2 separate regions of the Gossypium hirsutum genome follow, and region 1 is linked to region 2. The links are chromatin contacts, called in public Hi-C maps. All regions are on one chromosome and are shown on one strand. The core of a region is the stretch at or near the end of the contact, and the rest is flanking DNA. Distances in the headings are between cores, read along the strand shown. Region 1 holds the start of LOC107896751 (probable serine/threonine-protein kinase WNK5). Region 2 holds the start of LOC107896756 (prosaposin).

Region 1 (6,379 bases), core at 3,080-5,579, 290 kb after region 2:
TATTCACACTTAAAATCACATTGTATTGGAAATTGGAATCTTATCAAGAGAAAGTACCTAATGCCACCATCCACCTTGAATGATAATTCCACCTTTAGCTTCTTCTTTTTTCTTACTCTTTTTTCTTACAAAGTAGATTGTAGTAGTTTTGGCTAAAAGAAGAGGCTATAAATGTTGAAATTCAGATATCAAATCAATCTATTGACATAATACCACTTCAGGTGATCGCTTGAACCCTTTTTTTAGAGCAAAGAAAGAGGCAATTATAAGTGATTTATGTAGCCAAAAACAAGGTTGAAAGCAATCTGTATATTTCATGTATCCAGTAAAAGATTCATATGCAGATTGCAGGCGCATCATATACATACAAGCATGGTAGTTCTACTACAACAACAATAAAGTTTTCTCAATCCATAAATATGGTGATGTTTTAGGGAATACTTGGTTCATAGTCTTCAACATATCTGCAACCTGCGTTAGTTATTACACTATACCAGATTGAGGACTCAGATTTTGTACACCATCACCACTGAAAGTCTAAAAGCATATTAACACAGAGATTAATGGGACCTTTACCACCTAAATCTCCCATGAAATCTTCGACATGATCTTCAAATCCTTCCGTTTCCTACTTATTCAAGATATCTTGCCTGAAACTTCTCCCAGCTCTTGATATCCAATGTTCTCCACTGCTCCAACGGTCTTGAATAAGCGCCTCTTGTTTATCTCTGCCATTACCATTTGGTGCAGCAATTTGCTGCGTATGTCCACGAGTGAACGAACCTTTGTTAGCTTCCGATGGCCATTTAAGTGAGAAGACCTCCATGAATCAAGTTGTGCATCACACTGTTCGTAGCTGTGAGCAGTCATGCTCTCTGATGGACAAAATCGTGTAGATTTAAGACCCTTTGGAATGCAGGGGTGCTCCCCTTGATGTAGACTCGAATCAAAGTCTTCATAATTCATTGTAGAGTACTGGAAGGAGTTCATAGAGCAACTGGAACTTGCATCATCATTGCTGAATAAATCTGCAAAAATGAACAAATCTTGTCAAATGTAGGACAGCCTAGATACATATATGCATGCAATATTTTCTAACAAAGATTATATGTACCCTGTGGCCAATTGCACTTGGAAGTCACACTTTTCCCGTGAGAAAATTGTGCTTCGTAGGAAGAATGGGAGAAGGTGGCATAGAAAGGGTGGCAGATTTCATTTTGGGCATCATCTTCGTCCTCATCTTCGTACTTAAAGCTGTGCTGATGGTAGACTTGAGAGGAGCCCCAGTCTTTCCAAGTTGGGACAAGAGAAGATATTTCCTCTTCTATCATATCAGCAATCTCCAATGGCTCCCAGTCATTGATATCCAATTCTTTTACCATCTCCAAGGCAACATCAATTGCAGTGTCATTCACTATGTCAAAAGGAAAATAGATATTCCGAGCTTGACCTGGAAGAAGGGAAATTATTGATTAAGAATGTTGAAGGCACACTAAATATGAAATTTTGCAGGCTGTTAATGGAAATTGATCCATGTTTTAAAGGAAGAAGGCTATTTTTCAATATTTCAGTCGCTTAGGATCGATGAACTTCTCCAGCGTCCATGCAATAGTACCCCAATATAATTACAAGAAGCTTAAGAAGTACCTTCCTTGTCTGTAATCTGTACTTTGAGAAAAATTGTGTCATCTTCAGGATCCATTGTGCCAGTTATTGACATATCAGTACTCCTTGTCGGATCAGCCTGCAAAGAAGGCGCTAGCTCTGCAACTGGGCCGTTTTGAGTTAGCTTTTGGCTCAGGACTCTTGGGACAGACAGCAGATTCCCTTCATTAGAGGCCAAAAATGGATCAAGCAAGAGTTCATGAGCAGGCAACCTCTTGGAAACGTTCTCCAGGCACTTTCCGATAAACCTCCGGGCTTCCTCATCTTGAATCCTATAGAATGCCTCTGGCAACTTTCCCTAGAGAGTTAAGAAGGAACACAGAACAGACATGTCTTAGATTAATTCAACTGTTGATTGTTGGAATTAATGAACCTGGATATAACTCACGGAAGTCACTTTCTTGTAGATTTGAGCAGGATTGGAACACTCGCTATACGGGTATTCAGAGGTAAGCATCTCTAATACACACATTCCAAAGGAGTATATATCTACTAGCTCATTGTAATCCTCTTCATACAGTTCTGGTGCCATAAATTCAGGGGTCCCTGGTGTCGTGTGCAAGTTAGAAGAAATTAACATACAAAGATATAAACTTAGGCAGATGATAGCAATTTAGAGCATACCTATGACACTATGGGCATGTTGTGAGCCACGAAGGATGGCAGCTAGTCCAAGATCGCCGATCTTGACCTGTCCAAGGTGGCCATTGACAAAGATATTGTCACACTTAAGATCTCTATGGATCACCGGAGGATCATGGCCATGTAGATAAGCTAGACCCTGCAGAATTTGGCAAGCCCAGCTCTTAACCGCTCGCATGTCGATGCGCGGGTATTTCTGTCTATACCTATATTTACATCAAACATGCAAAAGTTTACACCTAAAACAACAGGAATGTAACTTTTTCAATAGATAGGAAAGTCTTATATTACTCTCGAAGTGTGCCAGATGTGAACATCTCAGTGATGAAGTTGAAAGTTCTACGATTGATATCAACCCAAGATGTGTAGAATCGAATAATGGAATCGTGTTTAAGATTCTTGAGAAGGTGGACCTCGGAATAAAGACGCTGCAATTCCTCCGGTGAACGGAAGACATCGTTAAGCTTCACTTGATTCCAGGCCACCTCCATTCCAAGGGCCTCATCGAATGCCCTATACACTGTCTTCATAGCTCCTTTACCAAGAATCTCTCTGAACTGCAGACAAAATTCCCATGTACAGTCACAGTTTCAATCATTTTAAAGCTTAAACAATGCATATAAATATTTGATATGATCATCAAAACCTATTTCCCAGATTTTACAGGAAATTTGAAAGAATCTCCATACGACCATATCGAAAGGCCGTTGACCAAAGGAATGGATCAAACAAAGTTCCATTTTATAAATAATCTTATAGAACATCTTTAATCACATACTATATATACATACAGTATCAAATAAATTTCTGAGATCTCCGACTATTCATCCTAACATAACATCAAAGAATTACCAAAACCCCACATCTCAAAAAGAAAAGTCAACATGGCATGTAATTATCCATTATCATTGCAAAAGATATTAGAGTTATTCCTACTGAAAGTTTGATATTGGAATTCATGCATCAATGAAAAGGTAAAAAGGATTTTAAAGTGAATGAAGAAAAGGATTTTAAAGTGAATGAAGAAAAGCTTACACGTCCGTACCGACCAGAGGGATCGGTTTCAACGTATCCATGCTGGGATTTAACTCCATCAACACATCCCCCTAGACGTGTTTGGTACATGGTCTGAGAAATCAGGTACCGTCCGAAACCTCTCGGGGGCTTATTCTAATATCTATATATATATTGAGAACAAAAATACTAAACTTTATCTAGCTATTATAGAATAACTCAAGAACAAGGCAGCAAATGGAATTAACGGGGAGTGGAAAAAAACAAAGAAAATTTATGGTGTGCTAGATGATCCGAGGCTTTCCTTCATGATTTTCGTAGGAGAAAACACCAAATAATAACCAAAAGAGCCTTGAGTAATCGACGCTAAGCATAATCCAAGCCATTTCCACAACTGCATGTGAGAAGTCGTAGTAGTTCTTGGAAACCATTTAGTCTTTTGGAAAGCGAAACACGAGATTCAATAATATATATAAGTCTAGAGATACTGTCGAAGAAGATTTTTAGAGCAAAAAGAAAAGAACCCAAAGCCAAAAACAATGGTTCGGATCGATAGAGAGGGGGAAAAGAGAGAATATTTGGAATCAGCCAATATAGTAAATTAAAAAACAAAAAAAAGGCTTTTGATTATGCAAATGGTGTCGAATCCTGAGTTAAGTGGATGAACAAAGATTCTAAAACCGGAGAAGATTTTGGTAAGTGGGAGTTTGATTTCGGGAAGAAACTAGACTTCTAAACTTGAAAAACCTATGGCTACGCTTTGACATCACCATTTGTGGTGGAGAAACCTATCCCAAGAATATAAATTAGGGGTTTAGATAAACTGAAAGATCAAAAGACAGAGTTGCAGAAGAAGAAGAAGAAGAAGAAAACAAGTATGGCGATGAAGGGTTGGTGGCGAAACTGAAACAATACAAAAAAAAAAAAAGAGGATGAGAAGCTGATTTGATGACAGTTTGTATTTGGTACAGTGCGCTGCCCTCTTAGCACAGCTCAGCTGACGCAATTTGACAAAGTCTAATTAATGACCCTTAATAATGCTTACATTATAATTAAACCAGATGTAACAAAATAAAAATAAAAATAGTCTCATTTTTGCATTGCTTAAATTTATTATATTTAAACAATGTTACACCGGTTCAAACAGTATAATCCTGTATAAAAAAATATTTAACAAATTTATAGATAATATAAAATTTTGAGAAATATTGCCGCTCAAATATATATATATGTGATATTAAAATAATTTCTAAACAGTATTAAAATATCATTACAAAAAAAAATATCATCATATTTATTAAAGTACACAGTAATTATATATTTGTTTCTTATATGATTTATATTTCATTTTTAAAATTGTGAATTAATATAGGCTTTTTATTTTTTAATTTTGTTTTTTAAATAAATTTTAATTTTAATTTTTTTAAAAGCAATGTTTTGATTTTTATAAAATTTATATATAAAACAAAATGCTATAAAATCATTTTAATAGATGATGAATTAGTCAACATACTTCTCAAAACACTTCATTTTTATTACTATTTCGAATAGAGAACTTTTTATTATTATCTAAAGCAATTATAGAAACATTTTTTTTAACCTAAAACAATTATTGGTATTGTTAAATAGTTTTAATGTTATCGTTATTGGAAAATGTTGTAAATTTTTAACAATTTCAATAAAAAATTTTAATATTTTAAAACAATTTTACAACTGAAATTATTTCTTAAAAAATATGTATTTATCAAGTTTTTAAAGATTTTAATTTAATTATGACTTGAAAATTTATTTTTAAAAGTTTGATTTTTTAAAAAAAAATTGTTATCATACATATATAATAAGGTTATGAAGTTTTTAATGTATTTACAGTATTCTATAAAAAAAATTTGTTTACATTATAAAAATTTGACAAGTAGCAAAGAAAGAATGTAAACATTAGTGGAGGAGAAAATTGCAACAAAACCCCTCCGTCATGTTTTATATAATTTTTAATGGTGCTTTATAAGCTATATTTTTATAATAATTCCTTTCAATTTAGTTATATGCAATATTTTAATTTAAAACTATTTAAAACAGTTATTTTAAATTTATCACTATTTTTATAAATTAGATACATTATTGAAATTGAAATAGATATTTAAAATATAAACAATGTTACAATAAATTATTTAATGATCAAAACATTTAAATTTAATAGTAATCTATGTTAAATTAGAAACTATATATAAAAATAAAATTTCACATAATTTTCTATTACAATATTTATATTTTAAAAATAATTTCACAATATTATTTATTTAAATTCAATCTAATATTAATTATTATGTTTTTTAAAATTAAACTAATATATTATTAAATTTTACTTTCTTAAACAAATTATTAACGAATCATCACAAAATTTATGTGGAATTTTGATAAAAATAATCAAATACAATTTAATTAATACCAAGGAAAGAAAACTAATTTAAATATATTTTAAAATGAAAATAACATTATATTTTAAATATTTTTTAAGTTAAATATTTTTTTAATAATTAGGTCCGAATATTTTAGTAATAATAAAATTATTATAGGTCAATCAAGTAAGCTACCTACTTATCAAAATTTTATGCTTTCACATAATATTGTTTATTAACTTATATTGTTATTATCATTGTTTCTTTGGGGGATAAACCTGAAAAACCAACGAAAAAAAAATAAAATAACGAAGGATTTGAAAAGATTGAAAATAAATATTTTACGTGAAAAATCCTTCCGAAGAGGATAAGAATCACGATTCAAAATGATTTCATTAAAATGGCCAAAATTAAGAGTACAAAATATTAAGATAAAACTAAACCCCAAAACCCAAAATAATAATCCTCAAAACGTAAACACAAGATTTTCTAAAAGCTTGTAAAAGATAATACCTAAATGTGTAATAGGTTATTTTTTTAGGGTGAAAAAATGGTCTATTTGTAGGTTAAATTTGTAGGTTAAAGAATATTAAAATATCCTATACTAATCATAGTTTAAGTAAGAAACTGATATTAAAATAACCTATACTAGTCAGAGTTTA
Region 2 (6,388 bases), core at 3,348-5,847:
ATGTCATCAACCAAATTCAGCCTATGTAACAGATCGATGGATCTAAAATTTGCATGGCCTAGTCTCCTATGCCACAAGTCAGTGCTTTCAACAAGGCTGGTGTATGCCTTTCTTTCTATTTGGCTAACATCCAGCATGAAGCACCTATCAGTCATAGAGACTGTGACTAACTCCAAACCATTCATGTCTTGAACAATACAGCAACCATCCTTAAAAACCAATGTATAGCCCTTTTCAACTAATTGGCCTACACTAAGCAAATTCTGGTCTAAGTCAGGTACAAAAAACACATCTGAGATCAGCTTGTTACCTGAACCAGTGCTAATCAACACACTGCCCTTGCCTTTAGCCTCAATCAGCCTACCATCTCCAATTCTAATCCTCGAGTGGAAGCTTCTGTCTAGGCCTTTGAACAGCTTCTCATCTGCTGCCATATGGTGTGAGCAGCCACTGTCTAGTAGCCAATCATTGCTGGTCTTGGTTGTGCCAACAAAACAAGTTGCTGTGAACACTTGCTCCTTCTGAGCTTGAATGTCCTCAGCAGGTCTAGCTTGTTGCAGAGCAGCCTCCCTTGGTTTGCCCTTGCACACCTTCTCCACATGGCCAAACTGGTTGCATTTTCTACATTGAATATCTGGCCTAAACCAGCAATACTTTTCTGAATGTGTTGTCTTCTTGCAATGAACACATGGTGGGAACACCCTTTTTGCTTCATCTCTTCCTGACTTAACCCTTCTATTGTGCCAAGGCTTCTTGCCTTTTGCACTCACACTCGAGCCTTCACTGGCTTTAGCCTGGAAAGCAGCTTCAGGATTCTCCTCCTGCCTATTTGCCCTCCTTTGCTCAAGTGCATACAGGGAGTTTATCAGCTCAGACAATGAAATGGCTGATAAGTCCCTCGAGTCCTCAAGTGAAGAGATTTTAGACTCAAATTTCTCAGGGAGAGTTGTAATAACCTTTTCAACAACTCTGCTCTCTGTGAAGTCCACTCCTAGGAGCCTAATGCTGTTGACAATGGCCATTATCCTATCTGAGTACTGCTTGATGGTCTCAGACCCCTTCATCCTCAAATTTTCAAAGTCTCTCCTGAAGTTGATCACTTACTGTTGCCTTGTCTTATCAGTCCCCATGAACTCCTCCTTCAGCTTCTCCCAAGCTCGCTTTGGTGAGTCACAGGCCATGATGCGAGTAAATATCACATCAGAGACTCCATTTTGCAAGCAGGCCATAGCCTTATGCTTCTTGGCTCGCTCCTCAGTATGTTGCCTCATCTGTGCAATGGTGGGATTGGCTCTCAATGGAGGTGGTTCAGCATCATTCTCGATCACACTCCAAAGATCATGTGCCTGGAGATAAGTCTTCATTTTAACTATCCAAATGTGATAGTTTTCTCCAGTGAACACTGGTGGAGGTGGTGGAGTGAAACTCATTCTACTAAACTGATTTTAATTGCTTCAATCTTACCAAATTTTGAACTTGCTGTTGGTTTTGATTCGAACACAACAGATTGCATACAAAGGCCCCTCAAAGACTCGGGCTCATGATACCATTTGTTGGAACAATGGCAGCAGCAAATATCAAACAAAGTTACAACACAGTGTTTGCAAGACTGAAGCAAGAAGAATCGAAGCAAAGAAAGAGCAAAGCAAAGCAAAAATTTGATCAAAATTGAATACTCAGCAAAGTTGTAACTGAACATCCATCATTTCTCATTCAAATTTGAAATATAAAAGAGTTACAATGTACATTGACAGTTACCTAATGTATTTAACTGTCCCAACTAATACAAACCTAATCACTAGCAAAAAATAATCAAATATAGCTGACCAATCAGCCATTACATCAAAAGATCTTATCACTAACTTAAGTTTAACTAGTATTACAAACAAACTAAAATTGAACCGAACCAAATTACATCAGAACAAAACAGTAAAATTGGTTGCTTCATTCGGTTCAAAAACCATCCGTGCGCACCAAGCAAAATGAGCTGAGCTCGATAGCTGCTGGTCTCGACAGTAGCAAGCTTCTGGCTCCATGTTGCATTGCAGTCCAGCTTTCAACAAAATGGGAAGCCCCAGAGAACCCAATAATTAAAATCAATTTTGATGCTTCTTTCGATAGCACAACTTACAGATCGGTATCGGGGATAGTGGCAAGATCTGGAGAAGGAGAGGTTGAAATTTCTAAATCTCAACTGCATCTAGCGGTTGATACGGCTTTTGATGCAGAGGCAATTGCTTGTTACGGCGCAGTCCTCACTGGCTTAGAAATGGGCTACACAAAGGTTGTTATTGAGGGCGACTCCAAGTCCATCATAACCAAATGCATGGCGCAATCAGTGGACAAATCGCAAGTTAGTGCGCATATTCGAAATATTCAAAGAGAAAAAAGCAAATTTCAGACCATTACTTTCCGTTATGCTCCAAGATCAGCTAATCGCTTAGCCCACATCGTTGCGACAACAAGCTTGAAGGAAATGAAGATGATTTACCTGCGTGGGGTGGTCCCCGGCTACGCCAATCATCAATGGCTACTGGAGCGCCCACGAGAACTGGATTGAAACGATGAAAAGGGAAATGGAAAAGGGGGCGTTGAGAGCGTCCCAAATAAAATCTTTCAGGCTTTCTCCAGTGAAAATGAAGAGGAAGAGACGTTGGGCAAATGACAAAGCTGGAGACAGACACTATAATGGATGGGGATTTTAATTTTATTTGTTTTAATTAGTTGTGGTTTTTGGGTTTCTTTTAGCCGTCGCTTAAGTTTCCTTTATGTCTGTTGATTTGATTAGTTTTCTATTGATGTTACCAGAACATTTATTAGTTTTGTTTCCAATAAAATATCTCCAACCCTTATTTAGTCAAAAAAAAAAGTTATATATTATATATACATCCAAATATATCTCAATTAATCCTTACAAATATATTTATATGTAAATATAAGTTTTAAAATCATTAATTATGTTCAATAATATAATTTAATAATTGTTAATTTTAAATGTAATTGTAGAAAAAATGCTTAAGATAAAAGAAAATTTAAAATATTAAAATTTTGTACCAACCAGTGCAGGCCGATGCACTGGCAAGAGCAAAGCCGAAAAATTATTTTAGGGAAAATCAAAATTAAATTGTAATTTTTATGATAGTAAAAATACAATTTCACCATTTTAGTAGTATATATATTTATAATTTTTAAAGTATTAAATCAAATTTTTATTATTTTAGGGGGACAAAGTACAATTTTACCATTACTAATTTAAAAAAAAATTTAAGAGTTTAAATGAAAAATTTTCTATTTTAAAAGAGTCAAGGACTCTACCAGTCCCCCTAGGTACGCCCTGTGCTCTGACATAAGTTAGTATTGATCAGAACATATCAAATGCACCAAAATGGTCAAAACCCAACAATATTTTAACTAAAATGGAATACGAACTACTTGGTATCAATTTAAAACTGAAATAGAACACATTAATCGATACAATTGGTACCGATATGGTACCAACAACCATTGTAAAATATGTTTATGAACATGGTTTCAATGAACCAAATATTTTGATATATTGAAGTTGTAACTCTCGAATTTAATTGGGAACGTGTTGCAGATATTATATGTGAAGTTGTGTTTATTATGAATCTAAATTAGATAACAATTAATAATACACCAGATATTGTAAAAAAATTTATCATTTTAAGATTATCATATCAGGACATCATACAATCCAAGTTTGTTTTCGTCTGGATGACCCAAGTCAAGTACTAAATATATAAATATTTTCTTAAAACAAGAAAAGAAATGTTCTCCACCTCTATTATATAAAAAGGTAGATTACTAAGTTGGTCATCCAATTTTTAAGGCGTTTTTATTTTGATTATACAAAAAAAAAATTCTTTCAAATTTGTCTACATCATCAGAGATAGCTTTCATTTTAATCACCCAAACGTTAAATTTTTAACACCAATGAATTGTAAACATCACATCATGTTTATAGTTTCATTTTGGCCAGCCAATTTCTTGGTTGTTTTCATTTTGGTCATTCAAAAAAAATCTTTTTTTTAAGTATGGATCTAGAAAAACAAAATTAAGGATTAAAATAAAAAAACAATAGAAATTAAAATAATGCCTTAAAAAATTTGAAATTATACTTGCTTACTCCCTTGCCTGAAAGTTGTAAATTTTTATTCAATATTGAAGTTTCAATCGATTTATTAGTATAATATTAAAATTAATCTCTTTCTAAAATTTAAAATTTTAATTTATGTTATTGAATTATCTTTATTCAAATAGTCTATATTTAATAATTATATAAAAAACTCAAATTTCTTTTGATAACTTGGAATTAAATCTTCTATGCTAAGTTAAATTAATTCGTTAAAATTGAACCTTTAAAATTATTATATTCAATTCAAATTGATTACGACATTTATGAATATCTTTTTCATTTTAAAATGTTACACGTCAACTTTAAAAAATATTTAATGCTATTAATAATTAAATTTAAATTTTAAAATTCAAAGGATAAAGAAGTTTAAATAACTGAAAAAAAATATTAAGTTCTAATAATAGAAAGAAGATAGTAATTTGTAGCATATTTTAACCAAAAATTTACAAATAAATATGGTGATAATGGTGAGATGGTAGATGAGTTTAAAAGGGGCAGCGCCAACGACAATTCCACGCCTTTGCCCAATCCGACACTCACAGGGAATTAATAATAATATCTCCCTCTGGCGCTGACTATGCTTTCCAAAGGTACAACTCTTCTCTTCCATCCTTTTTTGTTTCTATTTTCATTATATCTTATCTGTTTTTCCTCTCCATTGTTTAATTTTGTGCAAAATCTTTGATGGGATTTTCTTATAGTACTTCTTTGTTGAAACTTGAAAGCTTTGGTTTCTCTTTCATCCTACATGTTGTGGTTTAGTTTCAAGTATTGAAACACAAAGAATATGAATTGTTGTAAGTATTGGGTTTTGGAATAATCTGCTTTTGAATTGTTGCTGCTGCTATACTTTCGCTTATTCTGGAGCTACTACCGGTCTTTTGGTATCTGGGTTGTATGAAGCCCAGTCAAAAAGTTAACTGATAGGTGAAATTTGAGATATAGCTAGTAATTAAGGATAATATTATTGTTTGTATTGGGTTCTATCACTTTTCAGACTATGGTCGCACCTTTCAGGTGATATGTGTATTAGTTTAAAATTTTGTCTATTGTTGTCATAGGATCTTTTACCTTTGGATATGTTCATGTAAAAGACATTTACTTTTTCATCAAGTACTATTTGTTTGAATTATGTGATTCTCATGCTATTTAATGAATAACTCCAGGCATTATGGATGTGAGACTTGGGCTCTTATTCCTCTTTGTATTGGGTGCAAGCTGGGTTTGCGATGCTAGACAACTAGAAGCCGCTCCGGTAGTACTCTCTGGTGCATCAGGTAATTCTGTTAAGAGTTTTGGTAATCATTGTTGATGTTATCGTCTCTTTACGGTATCTACAAGATTCTCTTTTCCTTTTCCCAGTCCTAAGAGAGGCTTCTTAAGTTCGCTTGTTTAATTGTAATAATACCTGAAAGATGATGCAGAACGTTACTCCCTTAATGGTTTAATAATCCATATTCAGATGAAGTTGCAGCTTAATGATGGTTGAACTAAATTTATTGGTGAATATGTTCCAAGGTCCCTTAAGTTTACTTGCTTGTGAAAATGTGTGAATTAAATTAACTATTAATAATTACCAGCTAAATTTTGAACTATGTTGGAAATTTGAGATAGGGCTTGCAATTGGAGGTCCTGGGATAAGTTTGGGATTTGGTTATAGACCGGCTTTTATAGGTTCTGAACATTTTTATTTTTGGCCTTTCAAGATCATCTTGGGCTGAGCTTAGATCACTTATTGCCAAAAATTCAGGTCGATATATCCCTTGCTTATTGCATCATGAGTTACTATCTATATTTAACAGACGCTTGAAATTTTGATACTTTTGCCTAGAAGTGTTTACTGATGTTAATGAGATCCCTAAATGATTGCTCATTGAAGATGTGCAGATACATGCCTTTCTCCAATAAGAAATAGATTTGCAAACTGTATAACTTTTTAACTTGAGATTGTACAATGGAAGTGAGAAAACAATCAAGTGTAATCAAACAGAATCCTGGTTCAGTTGTGCAGACAAACCAGGGGCAAGATGAGGAAGTAGTAGAAAACATTGTTTGGAAGGACAATGTGTGCACATTGTGTGAGGAATTTGCTACTGAGGCAATTAATTTCCTTTCACAAAACAAGACCCAGACTGAGATAGTTGAGGTGCTTCACAAGAGTTGCTCTCGTATTCCTTCTTTTGAGCAGCAGGTACTTGTCTAGCTCAGTTAAATGGTGGTGGCTTATTGAAT

The links. Hi-C and Micro-C count contacts between places; a contact is called where the count stands out from the background.
Region 1: a Hi-C map of leaf shows a contact between it and region 2, with 3 times the contacts expected there. The contact joins the promoter of LOC107896751 here to the promoter of LOC107896756 in region 2. A contact is called at or near these places in 3 of 34 Hi-C or Micro-C datasets (leaf and petal).

The regions. Positions count from the first base shown.
Region 1 is chrA10:86,341,127-86,347,505 of Gossypium_hirsutum_v2.1, forward strand. LOC107896751 (probable serine/threonine-protein kinase WNK5) reads right to left here and starts at 4,330. Exons shown (of 7, transcript XM_016822015.2): 1 at 3,343-4,330; 2 at 2,599-2,864; 3 at 2,290-2,513; 4 at 2,054-2,211; 5 at 1,648-1,963; 6 at 1,115-1,450; 7 at 295-1,028. The coding sequence starts at 3,432. The coding sequence ends at 637.
Region 2 is chrA10:86,046,133-86,052,520 of Gossypium_hirsutum_v2.1, forward strand. It overlaps LOC107896756 (prosaposin), which reads left to right and starts at 4,598. Exons shown (of 6, transcript XM_016822021.2): 1 at 4,598-4,746; 2 at 5,323-5,433; 3 at 6,160-6,347. The coding sequence starts at 4,734. LOC107895544 reads left to right here and starts at 1,279. Exons shown (of 2, transcript XM_041078563.1): 1 at 1,279-1,303; 2 at 2,049-2,560. The coding sequence starts at 1,279. The coding sequence ends at 2,560.